Linked DNA regions of Sus scrofa: region 1 is linked to region 2. The links are chromatin contacts, called in public targeted proximity ligation maps. All regions are on one chromosome and are shown on one strand. The core of a region is the stretch at or near the end of the contact, and the rest is flanking DNA. Distances in the headings are between cores, read along the strand shown.

Region 1 (5,797 bases), core at 1,450-3,949, 94 kb after region 2:
CACGACAGGAACTCCTGAGCTCTGTGCTTTGGCCCTTACTCTGCCTCCTATGGGCTGCATGGCTTCAGGGCTAGGTAAATCCCGGGTTTGGTAAAGGCAGGCCCTAGGGTAGAGGACTCCTCCAGAAATGTCAAACCTGCTCATCTGGTAAGGGATACAGGAGTCTGACTGTATGTGTTACGAATTCAAGTTTGGCTGCTCACCGTTTAGAAGCCAATAATGCAAGAAGCAAGTGTCAGTGGAAAGGAAAGATGCTTTAATCAGAAAAACTGGCAATCTGAGGAGACAGCAGACCTGTGTTCAGGGACGAAGTCTGAAGATTCTGCTTAGCCATGACTTTTTTTTTTTTGTCTTTTTAGGGCCACACCTGAGGTGCATGGAGGTTCCCAGGCTAGGGATGGAATCGGAGCTGTAGTTGCTGGCCTACACCACAGCCACAGCAGTTCGAAATTCGAGCCACATCTGCAACCTACACCACAGCTCACAGCAACGCCAGATCCTTAACCCACAGAGTGAGGCCAGGGATTGAACCTGCGTCCTCATGGACGCTAGTCAGATTTGTTTCTGCTGAATGGTGACAGAACTCCTTCTTTTCCTTCCTTTCTTTTCTTTCTTTTTCTTTCTTTCTTCCGCCTGCAGTATATGGAGTTCCCAGGCCAGGGATCACATCTGAGCCCCAGTTATGACCTAAGCCACATCTGGGGCAACACTGGATCCTTAACCCACTTGTGCAGGGCCAGGTATAGAACCTGCATCCCAGTACTCTCAAGATGCCGCCACAGTGGGAACTCTAGCCATGACGGTTTTTAAAGGGAACATTTGGGTTGGTGGGGGAGGAGGGGAGCTTCCCATGTGGCGCAGGGATGTGGTGCTGCCACAGCTGTGGTGCTGTCGAAACTGCAGTGCAGGAATCCTCCACGTGCTGCCAGTGCAGCCAAAAAAAAGTGGGGCGGGGGGTGGGGGTGGCATAAGAGTGGAAGAATCTTAGTGAATCATCCAGGCAGGAAGTTGGGTTCTGCATCATTCTCCATTGAATGCAGACTGGCTGACTCTTTCTTCTGATGTTATCTTGCCTGAGTGATCTGCCTACAGGATTGCTTTGGGGGGGGGGGGGCGGTGCTGCTGGGAATAGAGAGCTTGTCACTTTTTAACTGCTTAATTTTTCCTTCTTCTTATCTAGGAAACCAATCAACAGTTTAGACAAGTCTAAACTGGTGTGCGTTCAGGAGAACCTAGTCAGGAGCTAGTTTCAATTGCCTAGTGGTCTCATTTCTAGAATTAGGTTCTTTGAAGGTTAGAGGGAAACAGGAAAGGGGCCTAAGAGCTGCTTTCAATTCTCCACTGTCAAACATCACTCCACTTCCATGGGATTCGTGGGGAAGGTCTATCTCCTACAACTTCTTGCTGCCCTGAGGTGTCCTATTCTCATAGTGGAAGATGTCAAAATGGGTCTGTGTCATCTCTTTGCTGACGATTTCAGTTTCCCAGTTACATATGTGGGCAGAGCAAACTACAATTATTCTGATGCCCACAAAGATACAGATTGTTATGAGCAATACTGTTAATCCTATTCTCTTGAGGCTGATTCTTGGAACTGTGCTAGCCATAGATACAGTACTGCTCAAGATGGAGCCGCTCATGTCATGGCTACAGTCTGGTCATCATGCAGTTAGCTGTTTTCCTCTGGTGGCAGTGAGAGTACCTGCAAAACTCAGGAATGTGCATCAGAGTCTTACTATCCTCATCATTAAATGCTTGGTTTTACACTGGGAGGTTGGGGTGGGGGTGCAGGATTCTGATCAGTTCCATAAGTACCCTGAGGTCCACCCCAAGGTGCCCCCACCCTCTCCGGCCCTGACTTCCGGCAGGAGTCAGCCTGGGGAAAGTATAGAGAGGGGCCCCTCCCACCCACGGCTTGTGGGGAGCCAGCGCTGGCTAATAGAGGGGAGGGAGGCTGTCCTGGGGACCAACCCCACCCCCTGCTTCTGCTAGAGCCCCCAGCTGTTAGCCACCTTCCCCCATACCATTTACAGCGGTGCTCAGCCCCGCCCCGTGCCAGCTGCCCATCCTGCTTCTCTTCCTGGTGCCCTGGCCGGAAATTACATCCCTAATGTAGGGAAGACTGAAAGCCGCAGTTCCTTAACCTGAATTCACTTGCGTGTTTATTTAGGGAAGATGGGCCAGAGCGCAGACCATCAGGCCCTGGGCTAGCCTCACCTTTCACATGGACCGCCTCACTCAAGCCTCCCAACCAGAGAGTTACTGGTAGGGACGACTTATCGTCACCTCCGTACAGGAATGAAGGTTGGGAGAGGGTAATCTGCCAGAGCCAGCAGCAGTAAAGGCAACCGTCAACCCTCTCCAGCCCAGCCTGGACCCCCTATCGCCCAGCAGGACTCACGTTTGCATTTCACCCACGTGCCCTGAGGAGGCGGGTGGGGAGAAGCAGCTCCCCTCCCACACTTGCCCCCCCCCCGGGGGGGGCGGTTCCCGCGCTACCACCCCAGTCTCAGGAGAATCCGGCTTCTCCCCACCCCGGCGGGTGCACATGGTTGGTCCGGGAGCGGCGACCCGGCTGGGGGCAGGGGCCCGGGCCCTCAGTGCCAGCCGAGCGCCGGCGGCCGCTGAGCCGCCCTTTGTTTGGCGGCTTTTGCGGAGTCACGGTCACATGCGCTTCCCGCACGGGGTGTTCCGGGCGTTGCGCCAGGGCCGGGAGACGCCCCCGCTCCTCTGCCCTGCCCGCCCCGGGCCACCCTCCTCCGCTGTCCCGCTAGCCCCGCCCGCAGGCTGCTGGCCTATCTCGGAGACCCCAGCTGGAGCCTCCTGGGCGCGCCTGTCGGGCAGCTTACGCCTATGCCTCCTTTTCTAAACTCCGCGTGCAACCTTCTATAGCTTTGATCCCAGGACTGACGCGCCCATTAGTTGACCCGTTGTTTCCTGGGGCCTGCCGGTCTTCCCCCTCTCTAGACAACGGCAAGGGTGCAAAATCAGGCCCATCCCTCCCGGGTGGAACGCTGTATGGTAAATGGATGGTGGACGCTCCATTCGCCTCCTGTCATGGGGTGGCCGCGCAGCCCTGAGCCCCTCTCCTTCCCCCGCCCCGACCCCCACCAACAAAACAAAACTCAGCCACCCCGGGTGGCTGCCACAGACCATCTAAGCGCCAAAGCCACAGTCAGGGGGCAGAAATGGGTCTGGCTCTTCTGCCCTGGCTGGGCCTCCACCGCTCCCTCACTCCCAGGCCCAGGCTGTGCCCCAGGACACTTGAGAACCTTGGCACCTCAAGGAGGCCATCTCTGCCTCACTCCTCAGAATTCAAGAACTCATTTGACAAATATTTATTGAAAGCAAACTACGGGCAGAGTGACCAAGTGCCTCGAGGGTAGATGCCAGCCCTGTGTTACACCCCTTATGGAATGTGAGAGGATCCGCTTCGCAGCCAAGCAGTTCCCATGCAGTCCCCCTGAGGATCGGCTTCCCCAAACAGGTCTTCATGCAGAGCAGCTTGGGGGGCCACGCCTGGGGCTGAAAATGGGGCCCTGCCTGTCCCCTGCTTCCCAGGAGATGCAGGAGCGAGTGGCAGGGCCAGGCTCTGGGTGAGAATGGCGTGGAGTCTCGCAGACCCTTTCTGTCTCTGGGGCACCTTTCCCAACGCCTTTCAGGGGAGCCTGCAGGGACTGGGGCACGGGATGAGGGCGCTGGAGGGATGGTGACCTGGGAGAGGACAGCCGGCGGAACAAACTGGGGGCCAGCAGTGGGCCTGCACATGCGCAGTGACGTCAGGGCTTGGTGGGGAAGAGCAGGCAGGTGAGCTGCCGGCTGCCGCTGTGTCGGTCCACGAGCGGCAGGGGATGCTGCACGTAGTGCTGGACCATGGCGACCACGGAGGAGAAGAGCTGGACAGGGAGGCAGGGCATCATCGGTCCCTTGAGCCTCCTGCTAGGAGAAACTTCCAGAGGGAACTGGGGGGGAGGGGGGTGTCTGGCAAAGGGGCCGGCTGACATTTTTCTAAATATTTTCCTTCCTGTTTGCCCATGAAACTCCACCACCGTTTTGCTCCCCAGTTCCAGGCCTTTCCTGTGACGGTACCCGGGGGGCATGGTGTTGGCCAGACTCCTATTTCCCAGGCCAGATGGAAATAACTGCACAGGGCCCTCCAGTGGGGGAGCTGAGTGGTGACTGTCTGCAGCCTAGCAAGTGCTGAGTGCACAGGGGAGTCCTTGGTACAGATAGGTGTCTGGACTACCTGACCTCTGCTCTCCTAGTCGGGTTCATTACAGGCACAAATGCCCCAGCCTGGGCCATGCAGGAGGGGCTGTGTCTCCCCCAGATCAGGCTAGGCGTCTTCTCAAAGTACAGGCTTCTGGAAAGGAGTTCAAGGCACTGGCCACTGAGATTTCCGTTCACTCCAGAAAAATACAAAACCTGGCATTTTCTCAGGCACATGCTCCTGGCTGGGGCCAGGGACAGCTCTCTCTTTGTCCTTGCCCTTTAGCCCTCTACCTCCTCCAGTACCCACCTCCTCGTGGTTCCTGCCCTCCCGGCCCAGGGCATAGTGGCGCCCGCCGTCCAGCTGCCGGATGGGAATGTTGAAGACCCGGCCATGGAGAAGCACTGCCAGAGTGAAGGGCTGGGAGCCATGAGGGCCTGAGCTGGGGCGTATGGTGTAGGCCCCATCCTGTGGACCAGAGCCCATCTGTCAGCCCTCACCTTCCAGCTGAGGCCCTGCCTCTGCCCCCGGCCCTGCTGCTCCCACCTGCTCATCTGGCCACAGCCTGTGAGCAGAAGGGATTTCCGAGAAGGCCCAGGGCGGGGCTGGGGGGGGGGTGCCTTCTGGTGATGCACCTTTTGGAGTCGGAGCAGGGCACTCTCAACAGCATGGCGGTCACAGTTCCCTGCATACCAAGGTTGGCCCAGCAGACCGCCTTCCTGTCCCTGCACACACAGCGGTTTCGAGAAGTGCCAGGGCACAGGATCGGGATCGGGGGTGGGCTGCAGTTATCTGTGCTCGTGTCACCCTTCCCAGACTGAGTCCACACAAGCAGAACAGAGATGTGTCCGTGCCTGGTGTTCAGCGGTTGACACTGCCCGAGAGGGCTCCTGGGTGAGGACTCCAGCTCTGAGCCTCCCAGGCCTCCCCAGCAGCCCTCTCCAGACCCTCCTCACCTCAGCAGCCGAGGTGTTCTGGGTGGCAGCTACAGAGGAAAGAGAGGATCTTCCTGCCGGAAGAAGCAGATTATAGCCCCTGGGACTGGGAAGGGATTAGGCAAAGGAGGCTTCGCCTTCCCTCCACCTGCCACTGTGAGGGTGGGAGAGGGCACAGAAGGGTGTGCAAAGGACTGAAGTCCAAAGTGGGACACCCAGAGCTTCACCCCTCCTCTCCTGGGGCGCTGGTAGGGCCCACCAGCTAGGCCACACGTGCCCTCTGAATGAAGAGTGATTTTAAGGGACAGGCTGGGAGTGTCCCGCTTTGGTGCAGACCTGGAAAATGCCCAAGGGGGTCCTCTCTGGCCTGCTCTCAGCTGGAGTCAGAGCTGTAGGGACCCCCTCGGCCAAGCGGGGTGTCGGGGGCTGGGAGGCAGTCCGTGGCCTGCAGGGCTGTGGCTGCGGAAGGGCCCTGCATGACTGCCCCAATGGTTCATGTTGAGACATCTGTACTCACCTCTGGAGGTGACATTCGATGCTCCCTGGGACATAGGATGTTGGGTCAGAAGAGCTCGGCCTTGCAGGCCTGCTCCTTTGGCTGGGAAGTCCCACCCTGAGCCTCTCTCCCTCCCTCTCTCCCAGCTCACCTCCC
Region 2 (4,995 bases), core at 2,032-4,531:
CTCATCAAGACAAACTTCTTCATCATGCTGAACAGATATAACAATTGTGTGGACTCTGATGGGAAGCACAGCACCTCGATCCTGCATATACTGCACAGTCACCTTGAAGGTGAGACAGATCATCAGAACATCAGTCTGTAAACAATACCTCTGTTCTTGGTTCTCTAGCCTAAGCAACAGTACAAAAAACAAATGCTGTTCTCTTAGGTTTAATCAAAAAACTTGCTGATCTGTGCCAACATAATGTGTATCTAATTTTATGATGCTCATCACTTACTTGAGTTTTAGAATCTGGGCGTAACCAAGGCAAAGTGCCATTCCGGCGTAGTTCAGCCAGTTTGGCATTGAGCTTGTGTGCTAAGACAATGGTTAAAGGCATACATTCCTCAGTTTCATCAGTGGCATAACCAAACATCAAACCCTAAAAAAGGAAAAGTCACCAATGTGATCAACTCAAGCTTTAGAATTTCATGTTATAAGACATACAAATAGACATCTATCAAGATACCTGGTCTCCTGCACCAATGTCTTCCTCATTCCGGTCAAGATGAACACCTTGAGCAATATCTGGTGACTGCTGCTCCAAGGCCACTAGCACATTACAAGTCTTGTAGTCAAACCCTACAAATGAAACAACAGTGTTTTGTTTTTCATTTTTTAAAAAGGGCCATACCAATACTTTCTATTTACAACAATTTTCTGTAATTCTAAATACTGCTAAAGAGATCAAATATACCTAAAACATAGTACTTTTAGAGGAAAGAATAAGGCTAGAACAAAAGAATAGTAAAAATTTACAAGCAAAATTAAAGATTTCTAGGATTTCTAGTAACACTCTAGACAGAGCTAGAGAGGGCTGAACTCATAAAACATACCTTTGGAAGAATCATCATATCCTATGTGCTTAATGGTTTCACGAACCACTTTCTGATAGTCAACAGCAGCTCTGGATGTAATTTCCCCAGCAAGAAGGATCATTCCAGTTTTAGCAACAGTTTCTAATAAAAAGAGAGGATCACACTCAAAAATCACTTTTATCAAGTAATTTTCTTGTTACCTTTTCATCAGTTGAAAAAGCAGTGTTCTGAACCTACCACAAGCCACTTTGGCATCAGGGTCCTGCTGAAGGTGGGCATCAAGGACAGCATCACTGATCTGGTCACAAATCTTATCTAATAAGAAAAAAAAAAAAATCCTGGTTCAATGTAACTGACTATTAAATGTAAGTATGTCATATCCCCTTCCCTATAACAACAGCTATGAAAATCTCTAAGAGCTTTCTTTAAAAAATTGTGGCAAAATGTATGGAAATCTTAACTGCTATACCTGTTGTTTAAATAAAGCACTGCTTCTGCAGAAACCGTTTGCCTGAAGAATAAATGCTGGATATAGGGCTACATGTTTCCTTGTAGCCTCACAAGACCACCAATTCAGTTAAGCCAGGAGAACACCTCCCATGTTTAATACATTTAAACTCATTGTGATTTATGCACTTTTTACACCTTACAAGGTGTAAGGTCTCTCAAAGTATTTTGAGGACTTAGAAAGTTCCCAGACAAAAATAATTTATTAAATAGAACAGCCACATAATTGAGAGTGATCACATGAAAGCAGAAATAAGTGGTTCCTCTTCCATGCAAAAGTATAGTGACTTTACATTATTAATTTTCAAAGACAACAGTACTTAAAAATTTTACCCTCCCCCAATTTAAAATCTGCACTGTAAATCAACCAACCATAAAAGTGAACTATTTATCTTACCAAGGTCTCCCTAACACTAAAGAAGGGCAATGAAAAATAATGTCACTTAAAGAGTTAAGTGATGAAAACAAGGACATTTTATGAACAAAGGGAAACAGCAATCGTTTTAAGAGTAGTTCAGGAGCAATTTGAGACCAGAAAATCTCCAGATATATTCTGAATCCTAGTTGATCCCCCCCCCACTGTATTGTCCTCTATTAAAAATTAGGAGGAGCAGAAATAACCCTTCAAACAACACCTAAGTTTTCCATAGCCATACAAAAAAAAAAAAAAAAAAAAAAGCAAAATGTGCACTGCACTCAAGCCAAGAGGCCCAAGATAATCTATTTATATAGGCCTGTGACTTTCAATTAATAAAAGGTGGGACAAATACACGTTAAGTCTCAGCACTGGGGAGAAAAGCAAAACCACCCAAATCACACCTGCCCTTCACTCATCAGGATCTCAGGGTTTGTCCTCTGGTATACCAGGAGGTTGCTCCTGGGATTGCATCATCGGCACAGTGGACTTACTAGAGAAATGGATCCTTAAGCCATCGGACTAGAAATCTGTCACTGTGGTCATTCTAAGAATGAGCTGGATCAGTTTAGTAAAATAATGATCTTCAGCAGGTGATGTTTTCTGGCTGAGATCGAAAGTTCCTGAAAAATCTTCACTCTTTCACGTGTAAAGTGATGCCCATGATGGCGGACTGGTGGACAAAGCCCGGAGGACATGTGGAGAAAAACCTTGCCTAACGGTCAGCCCCGAGGACTTTAAAAGGAAACCCAACGCAATGGCAGCTTACACTTTTAATTCATGCTTCCCATCCTTTTCACGCACTGTCCAAATAAGGCAGGCCTCCTCCGCCAAGCGCTATATTTAGTAGGAGGCTGTCACCTTGACGCAAGGCCATATACCGCGTACGGGCATGTCGCATTCTAAAGCGTGGCTCTGCCCGGAACCAAGAATTAATGAGAAGAGCAGACGCCCCGAGGCCCCGGGCGCCGATGTCGCCCGCCGGCTCCCTAGCCTAGAAGCCACACGCTGCGGCCAACACGTGGTTGCGGCTGCAATGCGGGGCGCGCGCTCCCGCGGGCTGGACGCGAGCACGCGGGGCGGGCCACCCACTCGAGGAGCTCGGCCCGCAGGGCGGGGAAGAGAAACTAGTGCCCTCCCCGGCTAGAGCACGAGCCGCCGCGGCCCCCGCCCTTCTCATTTTCTGGAATCTTCCGCATGCCGGGGCGCGCGGCCGGATGGGAGGGAGGGGAGAGGAAGGGGGAGGGGAGCGGCGGCCACGCGCTCGGTACCGCCGGCGCCACGAGGAAAGCGCGCGGCCGCCACTCTGCCAGCCGCCCGTCGGGCAAGGGCCACCAGCGTGGGCACCGCGGGCAACGGGTCCCTCCGGCCAGGCCCCGCCCCTCGCTTCGCCCCAGGCCCGGTCACCTCACCTGGGTGGCCTTCCCCTACAGACTCGGACGTGAAGAGGAACGTGCCCTCCTCGATGAAGGCGTCGTGGAAGCCGTTGAGCTGTCCGTTCATGGCGGTGGCGGTGAGTGAAAATGGCGTTGAGAAGAAAAGAGAGCAGCGAGGAGGATACTGCGAGACGCGCGAGCAGAACACCGCGTTCTTCTTGGCGCAGGCGGGCGGCGCGGAGCGAACGAGACGGCGGCTGGCGCGGCCCAGTATTTATACAGGGCGCCCGCGCGCGCCCGGCCCGGGCCCCGCCCCTCGGTGCCGCGCGCCAATGCGCCACTCGCGCGGGGGCGGGAGGGGGAAAGGGGCGGTGCGCCGAGGGGAGCTCGGGCCAAACCACTCTGCCAGGCAGGGGAAGGGAGCGGAGGTAACGCGCCCCTCCTACAGATATTTCGCCGTCTTAGGCACTGATAACAAGGGGTGAGGAGAAAGACGAGTGTATTGGGTCATCTCACGTTTCCCTGTTCGATGTGGGAGGAAGACCGACGAGGGCTTTACGGGCCTGCTCCCCCCCTGCTGTGACTTGGCACCTCCCTTCCGACCGTTGGCCCGGGCTCTCCGGCCGCGAGGTCGCGTCCCCCCAGCGGTGGTGGCGGGAATCGGCGGGTGTTTTGTCCTCTGGTTCTACCCGAGGGTCTTTCCGGCCGCCCGGCCTTGGGATGCCCGGGTGACAGGGAGCCAGTAGCCCATAGCCACGTGAAAGTGGCCATCTTTGCTGGTCAGCGTACGCTCCTTCGCATGGCCTTATGCCTCCCTGCCCTGCTCGCTGCTGGCGGCTGGTGGTCCTGCGGGGGGCCGTCCAGTTGCTAGTAATTTCTTGGTTAATGGTTCTGTGGTGAAAATGGCCGAAAAACAGAATAATGAGAGTTCTGGTATCGATTTCAATGGCTGCGATCCCCCTTCCGCCCCCAGCGCTGGAGTTTCTTAGAGAGGCCCTTACCCTCTGCGGACCCTACGGTGGAGGCCGCACTCGGCCCCTTGGGCGCCTGCCTTTTCTCCGTCGGAGAAAGGCTGCTCGCAAGACTGACCTTGCACTTGCTGACTTTCCTGTCTCGGAGGCGGAAAAAAGTCGATGTTAAGAGTGTTGTCTTCTCAGTCTTCTGTTCAAGAGACTGTTGAATATGGGGCGCGCGCGGGGGGGGGGCTATCCCTTGTGTGTGATTCAGCAGATCTCTTTACAAGGTGAAATGGTCCATTTCCTGAAGCTTTCACTTTAAAATGTCCACCTGCGTTTGTGTCAGTTTTGCCCATTAAAGGAATTATAGGGAGAGACAGAAAAAGAACAAAACCAAGCTTGAGCCAACGAGGGGCAGGAAGCCGGGGACCAATTTCATGGATCCCCGTTTGGAAGGGGCCCACAACCGGCGGGCGGAAGATGTCGCTTCCTCCCACACAGGGGCTGCGGCACCCGGGAGCAGGACCCGGGTCCGGGGTGTGGTGGGGGGAGGGGGGGCGGTTGCTGTCGCGGTGGCCCAGAGCACAAGAACAACGGGTTTAATGATATTGTTAGGGAACCGTCTGCTCTACGGATAGGATGCATGTTGCCCTGGGGAGGTGAAGGAGACCCTTGCAGCAAGCTTACCGCTCTGAGAATTAGGTAGATTCGGAAGAACAGTCTTCTCCACGGCCTGCGGGAAGCCAGGTGGGTTTGTCGATTAGGAAACAATGGAAACGCTTGGGCTATGCGAGGGGCTTTGACAAAGAACTTAAAGGGCTCATCTCTAGACTTGATGACCACAACCGTGGTTCCGCAAAACAGGGAGCAAGAAAAGGTTAAAT

Evidence for each region.
Region 1: a targeted proximity ligation map of skeletal muscle shows a contact between it and region 2. A contact is called at or near these places in 2 of 5 promoter capture datasets (fetal liver and liver), 17 of 47 Hi-C or Micro-C datasets (adipose tissue, brain, embryonic fibroblasts and 10 more) and 2 of 2 datasets of targeted methods (alveolar macrophages and skeletal muscle).

The regions. Positions count from the first base shown.
Region 1 is chr3:59,316,657-59,322,453 of Sscrofa11.1, forward strand. It overlaps SH2D6 (SH2 domain-containing protein 6), which reads right to left. Exons shown (of 16, transcript XM_021087296.1): 12 at 5,663-5,687; 13 at 5,167-5,219; 14 at 4,846-4,935; 15 at 4,520-4,678; 16 at 3,324-3,896. The coding sequence ends at 3,780. Among named protein-coding and RNA genes, the nearest start is that of SH2D6, 7.5 kb to the right of the region's middle.
Region 2 is chr3:59,221,816-59,226,810 of Sscrofa11.1, forward strand. It overlaps MAT2A (methionine adenosyltransferase 2A), which reads right to left and starts at 3,282. Exons shown (of 9, transcript NM_001167650.1): 1 at 3,192-3,282; 2 at 1,095-1,172; 3 at 876-998; 4 at 509-621; 5 at 278-421; 6 at 1-102. The coding sequence starts at 3,282.